3 separate regions of the Mus musculus genome follow, and regions 1 and 3 are each linked to region 2. The links are chromatin contacts, called in public Hi-C and HiChIP or PLAC-seq maps. All regions are on one chromosome and are shown on one strand. The core of a region is the stretch at or near the end of the contact, and the rest is flanking DNA. Distances in the headings are between cores, read along the strand shown.

The links. A called contact is a pair of places that touch in the nucleus more often than the background predicts. HiChIP or PLAC-seq counts read pairs in DNA pulled down with a chosen protein or histone mark.
Region 1: a contact with region 2 is called in an H3K4me3 HiChIP or PLAC-seq map of forebrain, with 3 times the contacts expected there. The contact joins the enhancer-like site here to the promoter of Ado in region 2. A contact is called at or near these places in 7 of 39 promoter capture datasets (the 3T3-L1 cell line, the SN4741 cell line, embryonic stem cells and 3 more), 3 of 115 datasets of contacts at active chromatin or transcription factors (embryonic stem cells, forebrain and oligodendrocyte precursor cells) and 2 of 9 other capture datasets (adipose tissue and embryonic stem cells).
Region 3: a contact with region 2 is called in a Hi-C map of CD8 T cells, with 2.4 times the contacts expected there. The contact joins the enhancer-like site here to the promoter of Ado in region 2. A contact is called at or near these places in 4 of 484 Hi-C or Micro-C datasets (CD8 T cells, Th1 cells, natural killer cells and 1 more) and 3 of 115 datasets of contacts at active chromatin or transcription factors (effector CD8 T cells, memory CD8 T cells and microglia).

Annotation. Positions count from the first base shown.
Region 1 is chr10:67,891,652-67,896,409 of GRCm38.p6, forward strand. The region is part of intron 3 of Zfp365 (zinc finger protein 365); the gene reads right to left. Among named protein-coding and RNA genes, the nearest start is that of Zfp365, 19 kb to the right of the region's middle. Within about 2 kb of position 2,645, at least 24 of the 459 cell types and tissues checked have an H3K27ac peak or open chromatin away from gene starts, as enhancers often do. A contact at or near this core is called in forebrain and hippocampal neurons, where this site is marked.
Region 2 is chr10:67,546,999-67,551,269 of GRCm38.p6, forward strand. Ado (2-aminoethanethiol (cysteamine) dioxygenase) reads right to left here and starts at 1,957. Exons shown (of 1, transcript NM_001005419.2): 1 at 1-1,957. The coding sequence starts at 1,775. The coding sequence ends at 1,005.
Region 3 is chr10:67,203,221-67,208,063 of GRCm38.p6, forward strand. The region is part of intron 3 of Jmjd1c (jumonji domain containing 1C); the gene reads left to right. Among named protein-coding and RNA genes, the nearest start is that of Jmjd1c, 79 kb to the left of the region's middle. Within about 2 kb of position 2,106, at least 100 of the 459 cell types and tissues checked have an H3K27ac peak or open chromatin away from gene starts, as enhancers often do. A contact at or near this core is called in CD8 T cells, Th1 cells, effector CD8 T cells and 2 more, where this site is marked.

The DNA.
Region 1 (4,758 bases), core at 1,395-3,894, 350 kb after region 2:
AGCTACACCAAAAAACACTGTAACAACAACAAGAAGAAACACTGTCTTAATAATAATAATAATAATAATAATAATAATAATAATAATAATAAATAAAATAATAAATAATGGGACTGGAGAGAAGAAACCCCAGGAATCATTGCAGAAGAAGGGCAGAAAGATCGTAAGAGCCCAAGGAAAAGGGAGTTGGTTATGGGACTGTGTCTCTTAGAAATGCCAGAGAGGCTACACCCATTGAAGTCTCATCAACGTGGCTGCCTAAACATGACCTGAACTACTATGATACAGAAGGAGAAAAACCCCCACATATCCTCAATCCTAGACAAAAAATCTATGGGCAACTAGGTATTATTGAAAGAAGGAAGAATGTGTCGATTGACTATCTGTCTTGGTTAGGGTTTTACTGCTGTGAACAGACACTATGACCAAGGCAACTCTTCTAAGGACAACATTTAATTGGGGTTGGCTTACAGGTTCAGTGTTTCAGTCCATTATCATCAAGGTGGGAAGCATGGCAGCATCCAGGCAGGCATGGTGCAGGAGGAGCTGAGAGTTCTACATCTTCATCTGAAGATAGCTCGGAGAATATTGACTTCCAGGCAGCTAGGGTGAGGGTCTTAAAGTCCTCACTCACAGTGACACACTTCCTCTAAGAAGGCTATACCTCCTAATAGTGCCACTCCCTGGGTCAAGCATATTCAAACCTTCACATTATCCAATACCAAGTGATCAGTCCTGAATTGTCACATGTAGCAGCCATTATACAGACTGAACAAGTGGTACCTGTGTATTTAAGAATATAAACTTATGCATATATGTTACATATATTATATATATAATATATATGATATATATACACATATAATTAAAGAAAAAGTAGCCATGGTTTTGAGAGAGTAAGACATAGGAGGAGCTGAAGAGAGAAAATGAAAATGGAGCGATGATGCAATCACATTGTGATTTTTCTTAAAGCGGTACTCGCTGCTCTTCCAGAAGACCCTGGTGGTTCCTAGTACCACATGGTGGCTAACAGCCATCTCTAGGTCCAGTTCCAATGCACACATATGGTGCACATATATCCATGTGCACACATAGTCATACACACGAAAGTAATGACAAGGTTGGAGTGGTGGTGCACTCCTTTGATCCCACCCAGTGTTTGGAGATAGGCTGGCTTCTATGGGTTCCTGGCTGGACTAGCCTACATAGTGTGTTCCAGGCCATCCAGAGATGATGATGATGATGGCCACTACAACAATAATATTTATTATTTATTGCTTATTCAGTTATTTTTTCCAAATAATTATGTTGTGCAGATGGCTGGACCCATGGTGATTGGGCCTATAGGCTTCTACATTCTAGGCATGCTGTTTTGAACTGCCGCAGGTCTGGCGGAACTGGCCCTCCACCTTGTCTTAAGTTTTGTAATAAGTAATGGTCCTATGCACCCTCCTGTTCAGACCAAGACCTCCAGGTCGTTCCTGATGCCCCTGCCCTCTCTCCTCACCTCAGTGGCCCTCCAGCGGCTCCCAACGGCCTCTTCAGGTCTACTCCAAGGCATATCCTCTTGAATCCTCTCTCCTCCTCTGCTGCTCCCTCCCAAGTACTTCCTCTCTGCTCCTATCACAAGAGCCTCTGACCATCTCTCCTTCTGATGCCCTTCCGCCCGCCCTCAAAGCCTTCCCCTGCTTCCCTGCGCGCTGGGAATAGACCCTCCCTGCACGCTGGGAATGCTCCTCTTGCAATCTGCAGCTCTCTGGCATTGCCTCCTACCATGCAACCGTGCCAAGTTTGTTCCTTCCATCCGTGATACACTGTCCTTGCCTGGAACATCTTGCTTCTGGCTTTCCACAGAAAGTTATCCAAGGCAAAGTCCAAGACTAGGGAGCTTTAGGTCCATTGCCCCAAAGCAATGCCCCTCCCCGAACACCTCGAACATACTCGTCTTCAACCATCTCTGCAGTAGTTACCATGCAGGAACGCCATGACTGATTTGCTCGCTGTCCCCTCCACACAAGAGAAAAAGGACTTGTTTGTTTTGTTCTTGGCATCAGAACCTCATAAGCACTGTGCCCTCAATAAATACGTGTTAAGTGCATTGCTGCTAGCCCTCAATTAACAGCCAGGAGGTAATGAATGCAGTACTTAAAACAAGATTATCTAAGCTGCAAGCCTATATCTGAGTGGTTCTGAGCATTAATTTTTTTTTTTTTGGCAGATGGGATATTAGGTCACTTTGTGTCTAATCTGACAGCGTTTTTCAGAGCACAAAGATAAAAAATCTGAGTAAGCAACCTATATTTTTAGAAGCCAGCCAGGTGGAAAAAAAGAACACAGATGCCCAAGGGGATTCAGGGAAAGATGCGGAATGCCAAACGTTGTTTCAGAAAAGGCACAGAAGGTGAAGGGGGACAAAGCATCCCCAGAAGGACGCAGGGCTAACAATCACCTCTGGAAGAGGCAGCCCACTTAGCGATGTGAAGACTGCCCTTCCCTCTGAAGTGGCCTTTCTAGGGGAAAGGGAATGAGGGCGGGCAGCAGCAGCGGCAGGAGAGCAGTGGATCATCATGGATCATCATCTTGCATCCTGCAGTGTGGGCTGGAGGGTGGGAAAAGCGGAGTGATTTTCTCATCACCCTGGCGGAGGGATATGGAAGTGCTGGCAGGGAGAGATGAGACATGTCTGCATCTCCTGTGTGGTACTAGGTAACTGTTCTGGGTCAGTCCAGAAGCCGGGTAAGATGGGAGCTCTGTAACACACTACGCTGGGCCAAATCCTGATTCAAAGTTCTTCTTGCTAAAAACAGCCAAGCTATTCTGTCTCCATATTGGCATTCAGTGTGAGAGAGCAGACACAGCTCTCTGATTATATCAAAGACATGGCTCCTTATTTTATAGACGGGTGCATATGACTATGATGAGAGTAAGAGGAAGGGGGAGGAGAGGAAAGGGGGGAGATGGGGAGTGAAAGAGAGATAGAGAGAGAGAGGGAGGGAAAGGAGGGAGGGAGAACAAGGGAGAGGGGGCATGCCCACTCCCACTGTAGAGTCTGCAGACAGCCCAACTTGACCCAAGGAAGAGTTGGCGAAGACACAAAGCAAGAGGATAAACTATCAATACGTGTGCCTAATCTCTTCTGAATTCACTCTGTACTCTGGGTCCATCCAAAGCCAGAGCAACAATCTACATCAATTAGGCCGGTCCTTTCATTACCGCGTGATCACGCCAGCCACTCAGCTCTCATATCTAAACTGCTCATTACAATCTCTACTGCATGGAGCATCATTTGGATTAGCCAGTGATTCCTTCGGTTGAGCCAGCTGGCTGGAGGCAGATCATGTGACTGAGCCAGGAAACAGACAAACATAAATATTTAATTTTCTACCATGGATGAAGGAATTTGTTTTGTGTACCTTGTACACAAACATATATACACAAACACACACACACACACACATATATATATACATACATACATATACATATATACTGTGCAGTCTATATGTGCGAGTGTATCATGTGAATATGCACATGCTTACATGTTTATATAGCTGTGTGAGTATATATATGTTGATATGTTTTATAAAACTTGGTTTGATGTGGGGGGGAGGTGCCTTAGCAGGCCCATGCTGAGGCACACCCCTCCTCAAGTGCCAGCCATATGACGGGTGTAATATAAAATGAAGTTTATTTGGGGGCATGAGGAGGGGAGACTGAGAAGGGAGTAGAGGCAGAGAGAGAGAGAGAGAGAGAGAGCAAGAGCAAGAGCAAGAGCAAGCATGAAAGCAAACAGTTCTTTTATAACAAGCCAGGTTTGTACCTGCCTGTTGCTAGGTAACTATTGGGTGGAGCGAAGAAGAATCACTAATGTACATTGTGTGTGCACACATAAAGTTCCACATATGTATATCTGACCAGAAGCGGTGGGATGCTAATGTTTGATTACAAGACTAAAATACATGGGTGATAGCTATTCCTACGACTCTTCAAAGATCAGCATTCAGGCTGGGGAAGCAGGCTGAGTGAAGGACATGACCCCAGCTATATAAAGAGAGGGGACACTTCTGGCTTCCCAGCTTTCTCCCTGCCTCCTACTGCTCTCTATTCTAAGACCCCATCAGCAGAGTGTAGGTCGCCACACACGGCTGTGTTTGGGTTGACTTATCCACCTGCACACCGAAAACGTTAATACTGCCTCACAGGCTCAGGAGTCTGAGACCCCAGTCACAGGCAAACTGACAACTCAGTTCAAGAGTGCTGGGCGCACTCCCTTCATTTTCTGGAGGAAGAATGGGAGATCCAGAAAGGCAAGGCTTGGCAAGAAGCAAGTTAAGAGGGTTCTAGAGCCAAGCCTTTTCACCTCACATCCGTGCTCTGTGACCTCAGAACACAACCCTTCCCTATGGGATGAGATGAGGCAAGAAAGTGGCCAGAGAGGGCTCAGGGTGTCCCTCCAGCCACTGCTAGGCAAGCGAGGACATTCCAGAACTAGCTAAAATAGGACATTCTTGGGGTCTTCCAAGAGGGAGCAGAGGAGTCAGCTTGGTGTGATGGTTTGAATACACTTGGGCCAGGGAATGGCACAATTAGGAGGTGTGTCACTGGGTGTGGGCTTTAAGACCCTCATCCTAGCTGCCTGGAAGTGAGTCTTCTGCTAGCAGCCTTCAGATGAAGATGTAGAACTCTCAGCTCCTCCTGCACCATGTCTGCCTGGGTGCTGCCATGTTCCTGACTTGATGATAACGGACTGAACCTCTG
Region 2 (4,271 bases), core at 707-3,206:
AAGAGTATCTTTCTCTTCTTTCCTAGGAAGAAGCTGGAAGTAAATACGAGTATGGAATTCAACAGGTGGCCAGGGCCTTTACATTCAGTTATTTGGAAGCATAGCAGATTCCGCTCCTCGGAATCGTCTGGTTAGAAAACACATAATTATTGTATCATCTTTGAAGCACGTCAAGGAAAAAGTCAGCTGAGGATAATAATCGTCTTTGCTTTAAAGGCAAATCCCCAATAGCAACAAAAAAATTTGTTTAAACGACAGATCTTGAGACCCAAGGGAAAGACGAGCTTTAAGGGCCTGACAAGAGAATTCGCGTATGTGACCTTCTTACTAAAGGTTACCTGAGTACACCAGAAGTGGCTACCAAGCCAGGGGAGGAAAGACATCGTCCTCAACACGCACAGTTATGAGGGTGAACCCCAGTGCTAGAAAGATGTCTTTTCAGAACTCCTCACTTTAGATGCTGAGTAGTTTGTGTGTGTGTTTTAACCAAACGAATAACTAAAAAAAAAAAAAAAAAAAAAAAAAAGAAAACAAGAACAATTCAAGGTCATGCACAATCAGTAATAAATTAAACTATTAAGGAGCAATCGTGGGCAGGAGAGAAAACAAATCTGAGTCACCGAAGGGAAGAGGGATTCAAAACTACTTAGTGTATTTTGTAGAGAATGAGAAACAAAAATGGTTTCATTATGGCTTTAGGATGGAAGCGCTTTAGGGTCCCTGCCCGGTTCCCTTAAATCAAAGCCTTGGTGGCACTGAGGATACCAGGAATCAACCTAGCCTTCCGCCCACCCGCCCCCATAACCGTGCCCGGTGGTGGCTGTACTCCAGTGGGCCGTGTTCCCCAAGGTTCCTCAAGATGTGGCGCTGGTCACTCCAGTAAATCCATCGTCCAGGCGAGGGGGCGGAGAGAAGAGCCCTTATGGAAGATAGAGGGCAGCCAGGCCTTTCTTGAGCAGGGCAGGGTACATCTTTGGCCCACAGTTCCCCGGGCGGCAGGAGCTTCAAGGTAGGACCTTGGGGCCTGGATAGGGCTCTCCCTCGCACCAGAAGTCGTCGGCCTGTGGTGTCTCCAGGAGCCACACTTCTCGGGGAAGGTCGCAGGCAGAGCCGGAAGCCTCCTTGGGTCTGATGGGCTCCACTACACGGTAATAGTGGCAGTCCCGGCCGTCCTCCGGGTCGTAGGGTGGGGCCAGGATGTCCAGGAAGGCAGCTGGCCCGTCCACGGCATCAATCTGGTGCAGGTTGTCCCGGTGTGGAGTGAGCACGCAGGGCCCACTGGCCTCGGTGTACTCGGCCCGGGAACGCAGCACGCCCGGTCGCACGGCCTCCCGCTCCAAGGGCTGCAGCGGGGGCTCGAACTGCTGCTCTGGCGGCGGCCGCCGATGCCCGGCCCCCGTGTCCAGCTTGTCCATGCAGCTGATGCGGACCGTGCCGTACAGCACCTTGAGCATACCGTGCATGCCCGGGTGGTCGTGCAGCGGGATGCACGTGCCGCTCTTGAGCAGGAACACGCCCAGGCTGAAGCCCTCCGTCTCGTAGATGTGCATGTAGGTGACCGGCGGGAGGTTGCGGGGCAGCGGCTGCGGCAGCGCCTTGCGCGGCGCGATGTTGAGGTCCTCGGCGCGCACCTGGGTCAGCAGGCTCTTGAGCAGGCTCAGGTTCTCCGGGAAGCCCGGCGCCGGCCCTTCGGAGCCCGTCGAGCTGCCGCGGAAGGTGAGACACGCCTGGCGAGCGATGCGCTGGATCAGGGAGGCCATGTTGTCGCGGGGCATGCTTGGCGCTTCCTGCGCGGCTCGCGGCCGGCCCGTTCCGCCTCTGCGCCGCCCCTTGCGGTCTCCGGCGGCCGCCACGGCTACCCGCGCGGACCCCCGCGCCAGGCGGGAGACCTCCCCGCAACAACCGGCCAGCGGGGCGCGCGGGGCCGCCTTGCACGGTCGCCCGCTTAGCGCGCCAATGGTCGGGCGCTTGCCCGCGCGCGAAGGCGAGTGCGCACGCGCACGGCCGCTACCCGCACTCACGCTCCGGGGCCCAGACAGGCGCTGGCGCGGGCCGTGCCAGGCGCTGCCTCACGCGCGGAGCTCCATTCACGCGGCCCACACCAACGACTACAGCCGGGCGCGGCGGGAGCGCCGCAAGGCACGCTGGGATGTGTAGTCCGAGCCTGCGCTTGCGCGGGGCACGAACGCGTCCTGCGGAGCAGGGGAAACCAGGATTTTTTTAAGAACTTGGCAGAAAGCGAGCAGCGCGTTCGTTTTGCAGAGCCTCAGGGTGTTTACTTGTTTGATAAAACTGAACTATTATTGCAAGAGATATAGCCAGTTAACTACAACTCCCGCCATCCCCGCAGTCGGGGTGACATACTTCCGGCAGCTGGTGGAGGCTTCTCGCCGCTGGGAAAAAAACGGCACAAGAGGGTCGTTAACCTTCTTGTGCCGCTAGGGCCTGCTGGGTCACTCGGGGTCACCTTTGACCCTTGCTCCCTAGGAATGAGGTTTCGGGGTCAACCTTAGCTGCTCGTAGGCCACACTGTGTGCGCCGTGGAGATCTGTGGATGGCGCTTGTCTATTTTTCTGTTTCTTAGGAGGTGAATGGGGTCGGGCGGGTAACCAAAGCGGTCACCCAGCACAGCTGTGCGCAGCTGTTGTTTGCCTCTGGGCCTGATGACGCTGCTCCTTGACTCACTGATAGCGGGAAGCTTTGAGAGGCCATTTGCTACAGCCAAGGGTTCTGTATACTAGTGGTTATCCATCCGTAGGGCGCCCGAGAAACACCAGTTGAGGGGCAAGGGGCGTTTTGTCAGAATAGATTATCGCTGTCATGAGTCTCTAGAGCAATGCAACTATCGGGCTGGTTTATGAAGTTAGGTCACCGCAGAGTGATTATTCTCTGGACTTTTTGCAGACGTAGGTGGTGGCTGGCAAAGGAAGATAGTAGATATTATGAATTTAAATCTTACCCTTGAATTTAAGGTCTTCTTGGACTTTCAGAATTAAACATGGGTTTATAACTGCAGTGGCCCAGGAAATCCTTTTCAGTTAAGAAGGCAGGCTTTTAGTGTGTATGTGTGTGTGGGTTTTGCATCCTAGCCAGTAAGTGTGGTATTCCAGGTACCTTGTTAAATACATTAAATAATGAGTTTTATCTTAGTAATACCCTCACAGAAACTTTTAAGACGTAGGCACTGACTGTATTATTCCCCGCCTGTACACGAGAGATTAATTTGCAGGTGCGCATTTGGAAAAGACGTAAGTGCAACTTAACGAAACACAGTTTGAATTGGTGTAAAAGGAACCAAGGGACACAAGGACGTAGCTTCTGCAGCTTATTGTGGTGCTCACAAGCTGTGGCTTTCTGCACAGCGTACCTTTCCAAGTCCTCAGTTCATTCCTCCAAAGAATGCTGGGTTTGATGCATCCAGACTTCTGAGTCATTGTTTCTCACCCAAAGTCCCTCGGTAGCTTAAAGGGCGATTCTAGACGTTATACCCCAGGGCTTCTGATTCAGTATTGGGGTGAAGGATAGAATTCTGGTTGAGAGGTGCCCACTGAAGTGGTTCGAGGTTCAGCACCCATGTTGGGGGGGGTGTCACTGTGAGATCTGTAAATGGTGAGCCAACCCCATTTACATTCCACAGTAAGAGCAACTATTTGGCTACGTAAATGGATCCTTAAGATTACTTGTGTTTGAGCCGGGCAGTGGTGGCGCACGTCTTTAATCCCAGCACTCGGGAGGCAGAGGCGGGCGGATTTCTGAGTTCGAGGCTTACAGAGTGAGTTCCAGGGATAGCTAGGGCTACACAGAGAAACCCTGTCTCAAACAAACAAACAAACAAAAAGATTACTTGTGTTTTAGAAGCTGGTGGTGTGCCATCCTTAAATGCACTATGGAAGTTCATCATGTAAGGAAATCCCATGCAGTTTATTTGTAAAGTAAGGAATATTTAAGAGAAAGTTCTTTTGTTTTCACATACAGATTTTTTTGCTTACTGGCTTTACTTGTATAAAGAGTAGTTAGCAGGAGAAACAGACACCAAAGAGCACAGACCTAAGCAGCATACAGCCTGCTTGATTTCCACGCCCCCCACCCCCTCTTTAATAGTTGTCTGCAGTTACATGAAGGAAGCTGTATTTCATCTGTCAACTGGAAGGTTAGATACTTATGCAAATGCCCAATGATGCCTTTGGGAACAGAGTAACTACCACAGGACAATAGGTATTATTAAGATTTTTCAGTGGCTACAAGTTACCCTTTAGAGACCAATAGGTTTA
Region 3 (4,843 bases), core at 856-3,355, 340 kb before region 2:
AAGTAAAGCTTCAAAGCCCACAGAAAGAGGACTCTTATCTCGTTTCTCTTACTCTCACGCTTTAGCACAAGGAATTGGTTTCTTGCATACAGCTTGAGGCTCCATACTACAAAAGACCCTGAAGACTATAACTGTAGTGACATTGCAGTTGAACTCTGTAGTCTTCAACTTGCAGTACATTCAGTGCCTAGTGTTAGCAGAAAGCTCTCTTAATATTTATTGCATATGTGTGAACAAACTTGTATTAATTGGTAGTATGTGTCTGGCATTTTGCTACTGTTGGAAAACATTGTGTGGTATGGCTGCTATAGAGGACTAAAGTCAGTACAAACAATTGTATGCTTGTAGACTAGAATAAATTGCTAGATTTTACTGATATTTTACTCAAACATGCATATCTAGATAATTTTATAACTATAAAATCTGTCTTAGGGAGTTTTGGCCTCTTGGGATAGATAGGTTAATTATAAGAGAGCTAGGAATTGTTAGTGCAGCAGAGCTCTCACCTGTCGTGTGCTGGGCAAGGTTTACAGTCTTGTCACTAGATCTAATTACTGCTAATAACTGCTGTTCTTCTGTGCTGCTGCATCTGAACCCAGGGCTCCTTTCATACTGAGCTCTTGTCTTACCAACGGATGTGCATACACCAGCCGAACAAGTTAATTTATATAATTTTTTAATTTATAAAGTACTACAAAGTACCCCTTTTCATTATATTGATGTTCTCTTCTAATTGTTAATATGCAGAAGCACACATTGTGTTCTGAATTTTTTGTGTTAAAGAGAATGTATATGGTATTTATATCAGACTCTAGGAGTGTGGGGTCAGGAAATGAATAAGCACAAGGCTTGCCTTGCATGTGTGATGCCCTGGGTTTAAATCCCTGGAGTATAGAAAAGAGGGATAGGAGGGCTTGCCTTTTGTATAAATGTCAACTCATGGTGCATATGTTTTCAAGATGCCCTTAGAAGTTTGAGAAATGCTCAAAATAAGATCACAGCTTCATACATAGCTAGTAAAATATTTTATTTCTGCTTATAAATAATGGGTCATATAATTATAAATTATAAAATATAAATTTTACAATCTTCTATTTTACTCAGTGTGGATTTTTTTTTTCCAGTCAAGATTCTTCTGTTGTTCATATAATCTCACCTTTTTTTAAAAAAAAAATCATGAGTATGAATTTTTGGCCTGCACGTGTATGTATATGTGTGTGTGTATATATATGTGTGTCCATGTACTGCTTATATGCCAGTACCTGCAAAAGTCAGAAAAGGACTTCAGAACCCCTTGAACTGAAGTTATGGATGGCTTTGAACCACCATGTGAGTGCTTAGAATTGAACCCTAGTCCTCTGCAAGAGCAACAAGTGCTCTTAGCTACTGAGCCATCCCTCCAGCCTTTCTATTGGCTGGGAACAATGGTTGTGAAGGGTTCTTCCTAGCCAACAGTTTAGCTCTTGCATGCTTCTTACATTTTCTGTCATGTTTACTTTTAATTTGCAGTGTTAGAGTAATTTTGGGGTTGTTTGTTTGGAGGTTGTTCTAAAGCTTTGCTTCTCCTTTTTCCTTACATGTCCTAAATTTACATTGCCCAGCATTGGCAACAGTGCCAGGACCAATTCACGTGTCACATGTGGGACAGTGCAGATATGTTACACCTCAGTTGCAGAAAACTGAACTCGGAAGGACAAGACGAAACATCCCCGAATTTCAGAGTCACTGTCTTGTCTCTACTCAGATGAGCCCTTCATTTTTCTGGCACCATTTTGTCTGCTTCTATAAACTTGGGTTCCCTTACACAGTTACTCCAAATTATCACTGTTCTATCAAACTTCCTTCTTCTCTACTAGTAAATGACCTTTCTCCTACTGCACAGAGGAAACAGAGGTTACAGCAGGAACCCCCCCCCCCATAACTTCCTGTTCTTAGACCTATTTTTGTACCTCTCTTTGCCTCCTTTGTTTCTTGCCTCAAAGATAAGTCCATTTGGTGTTTCTTCATTTGTACAAATATTTCTTGGGTTGTAGGAGGATGAGGACAAGAGTGAAGGTGGGCGGGGTGAGATTTGTAGACTCAGAGAGCTGTCGTGAGACAGCTGAGCAGGGGAGGAAGGAAGGGCACGAGCCCTCAGGCATGGCGATCTGAGCCTGGCCCGCAGGACCGAGCTGACCCTTACGTTGTTCCGTGTCGTCTACATGCGGGCACAGTAAGTAAGGCCTACACGGGGCTCCAAATCATCAACTAGAACAGAAAATGGAAAGGCCGTAAAGTAAGCTCACTCTAAAAATTGGAGGCTCCAGAGATTAATCGATGTTAACAGTGATAAGGTACTCAAGTGGAGCTTAACAGGCTACAATACAGTTTTGGTTCTGACAAGTTTGGATTGGAAGCCTCTAGAAGGTTTGACCAGAATTTGAGTGATGTGATTTTCTTTCCCTTAATTTTATTTTATTCTGTTTATGTTTATGAGTGTTGTATCTGGGAGTATGTTTGCACACCAGAAGAGGGCATCATATCCCATCAGACTGCAGTTACAGACAGGTGTGAGCTACCATGTGGGTGCTGGGAATTGAATTCAGGACTTGGAAGAGCAGCTAGCACTCTTAACTGACAAGCTATCTTTTCATCTTCAGCTCCCAACAGGGAGTCATTTCATGACCAGTATTGTTTCATTTGTAGTCATCCTTCATTTTAAAGAATTTAAGATTTAATTTTACTTTTTGCTTTGCATGTTTTGCCTGCTTGTGTGTATGTGTGCCATATGTGTGCCTGGTGCCTTTGGAGGTCAGAAAAGGGCTTTGGGTTTTCTGGAACAGGAGTTACCAGATGGTCATGAGCACCATTTGATATTGGGAAACAAACTCAGGTCGTCTACAAGAACAAGTACCCTTCCAGCTGATACACACACACACACACACACACACACACACACACACACTCATCCCCATTGTTTTGTATATTCATTGAGACTAAGTATTATGTATCCCTAGAATATCTTTGTAATTGACTACATGCTAAAGCTCGCCTTGAATTTATGATCCTCTGAGCCCCTGGACCTCAATTTTAGAATTTTTTTTTTTAATTTTGATACATGTACATCATCCCCCTTTCCTTTTTCTCTCTCCAATCTCTCCCATATTACATGCTGCACCCACTGCAAAATCCATGGCCTCTTTTCCTTTTACACACATACATATACACCTACAAAAATACTCTAAAATAAATAAACACAACCTGTTTAGTCTAATGTTACTGGTTTTTTTATGGTTTCTGGGCTAACTGGTTGTTATTGGATAGCCACCTGGGATAGTTGGATAGTGGATAGTCAACTTCTTCCCTGCAGAAGACCATTTTCCCCATGCAACATTCCATAGTTGTCCATAGAGCTCATGTTAGGGCCCCATGAGTTTGGTCATTCCCTGTGAGCACGTTCTGATGGTGTTGTCAATGTTTAGGTTGTCATCTTGATGAGTCTTCATGGGTGTAGCTTCTCTGATGTCCCTAGGACATACAATCTCATACCAAACTTCCGGTTCCTCTGGCTCTTACAATCTTAATGTATGCTCTTCCACTCGTGTGTTGTTATAAAGGAAGTCCCATGTGCCATATGTCACCTGTTTTTATTTTTTTGTACATGTGTATACATGTAAATAATAAAATAGCTAATCTCTTCATTACTTGCATTTGTCGGTTTCTCCCTTGTAGTTTTTATATTAAGTGGCTTCCCAATTTGGTTGCTTGCTATTTTACAACCTACCCTAGATGGTGTCAGGTTTCAACTTTTTCTGTGCTCTGAATCAAGTTCTATACAAAAACCTCATGTCTACTATTAGATAATTATTTATTTAGCCATTTATATATTCTGAGTACTTCCAAGATAAATTCCTGTCCTCATAGAGCTTAAGTTTTACAGGAGGTATGGTGGATAATGAAACAATAAGCAAACTCTGTCATAATAAACATTTTAATAACATCTATTTTATTTAATAACAAAATAAAAATTGAGTAATTTTAAAGCCATTAGAATTGAGAGGGAGGGGGCTGCACTTTTAATCCCAGCACACCTGAGGCAGAAGCAGGCAGATCTTTGTGAGTTTGAGGCCTGCCTGGTCTACAGAGTGAGTTCCAGGACAGCCAGGGCTACACAGAGAAACCCTGTTTCAAAGAAACCAACCCTACCTCCAAAAAAACAAAACAAAACAACAACAGCAAAAAAAAAAAAAAAAAAAAAAAAAAAACCAACAACAACAAAAAGAAAGAAAGAAAGGGAGAAAGAAAAGAAAGAAAGGGAGAAAGAAAGAAAGAAAGAAAGGAAGAAAGGAAGAAAGAAAGAAAGGACTTAATTAATTGGGAGGGTGGCCACTGGATGACTGTGCAGCCCTGTAACTAGAGCATTGTGGAGTCCTGGAGGCAGTGTTGTGAACAGTGCTGTGAGGGAGAGAAGGCCTAGAATGGACACAGCTAGTCTGTACCATTGCAAAGATGAAAACTGTATCACACTGTCTAGCATTATGATTTCAGCTTTTTTTTTTAAGTTAATCCATACTTACAATGTCCTTTAGAGTCCTCAATGTCCTTAAGAGTCCTCAGCACACTCCATTGTTTGATCCTTCTGTGTTTGCATGCCTGTTTCAGTTTGGGAGGCTTTTCCCCTGATCTCCTGTATTCATGCAAGTACCTTTTGTATTTTTTAAAGATTTAACTCAAAGAACTCATTTTTTTCCCCTCAGTTTACAAAAGGACCACTTGCTCTTCAGAGATAACTTTTCCTGTTGTACCTAACTAGCTCTCTTGTCATCCCCACTAAAGCATGTGTGAATTCTGTATCCTAAATGAA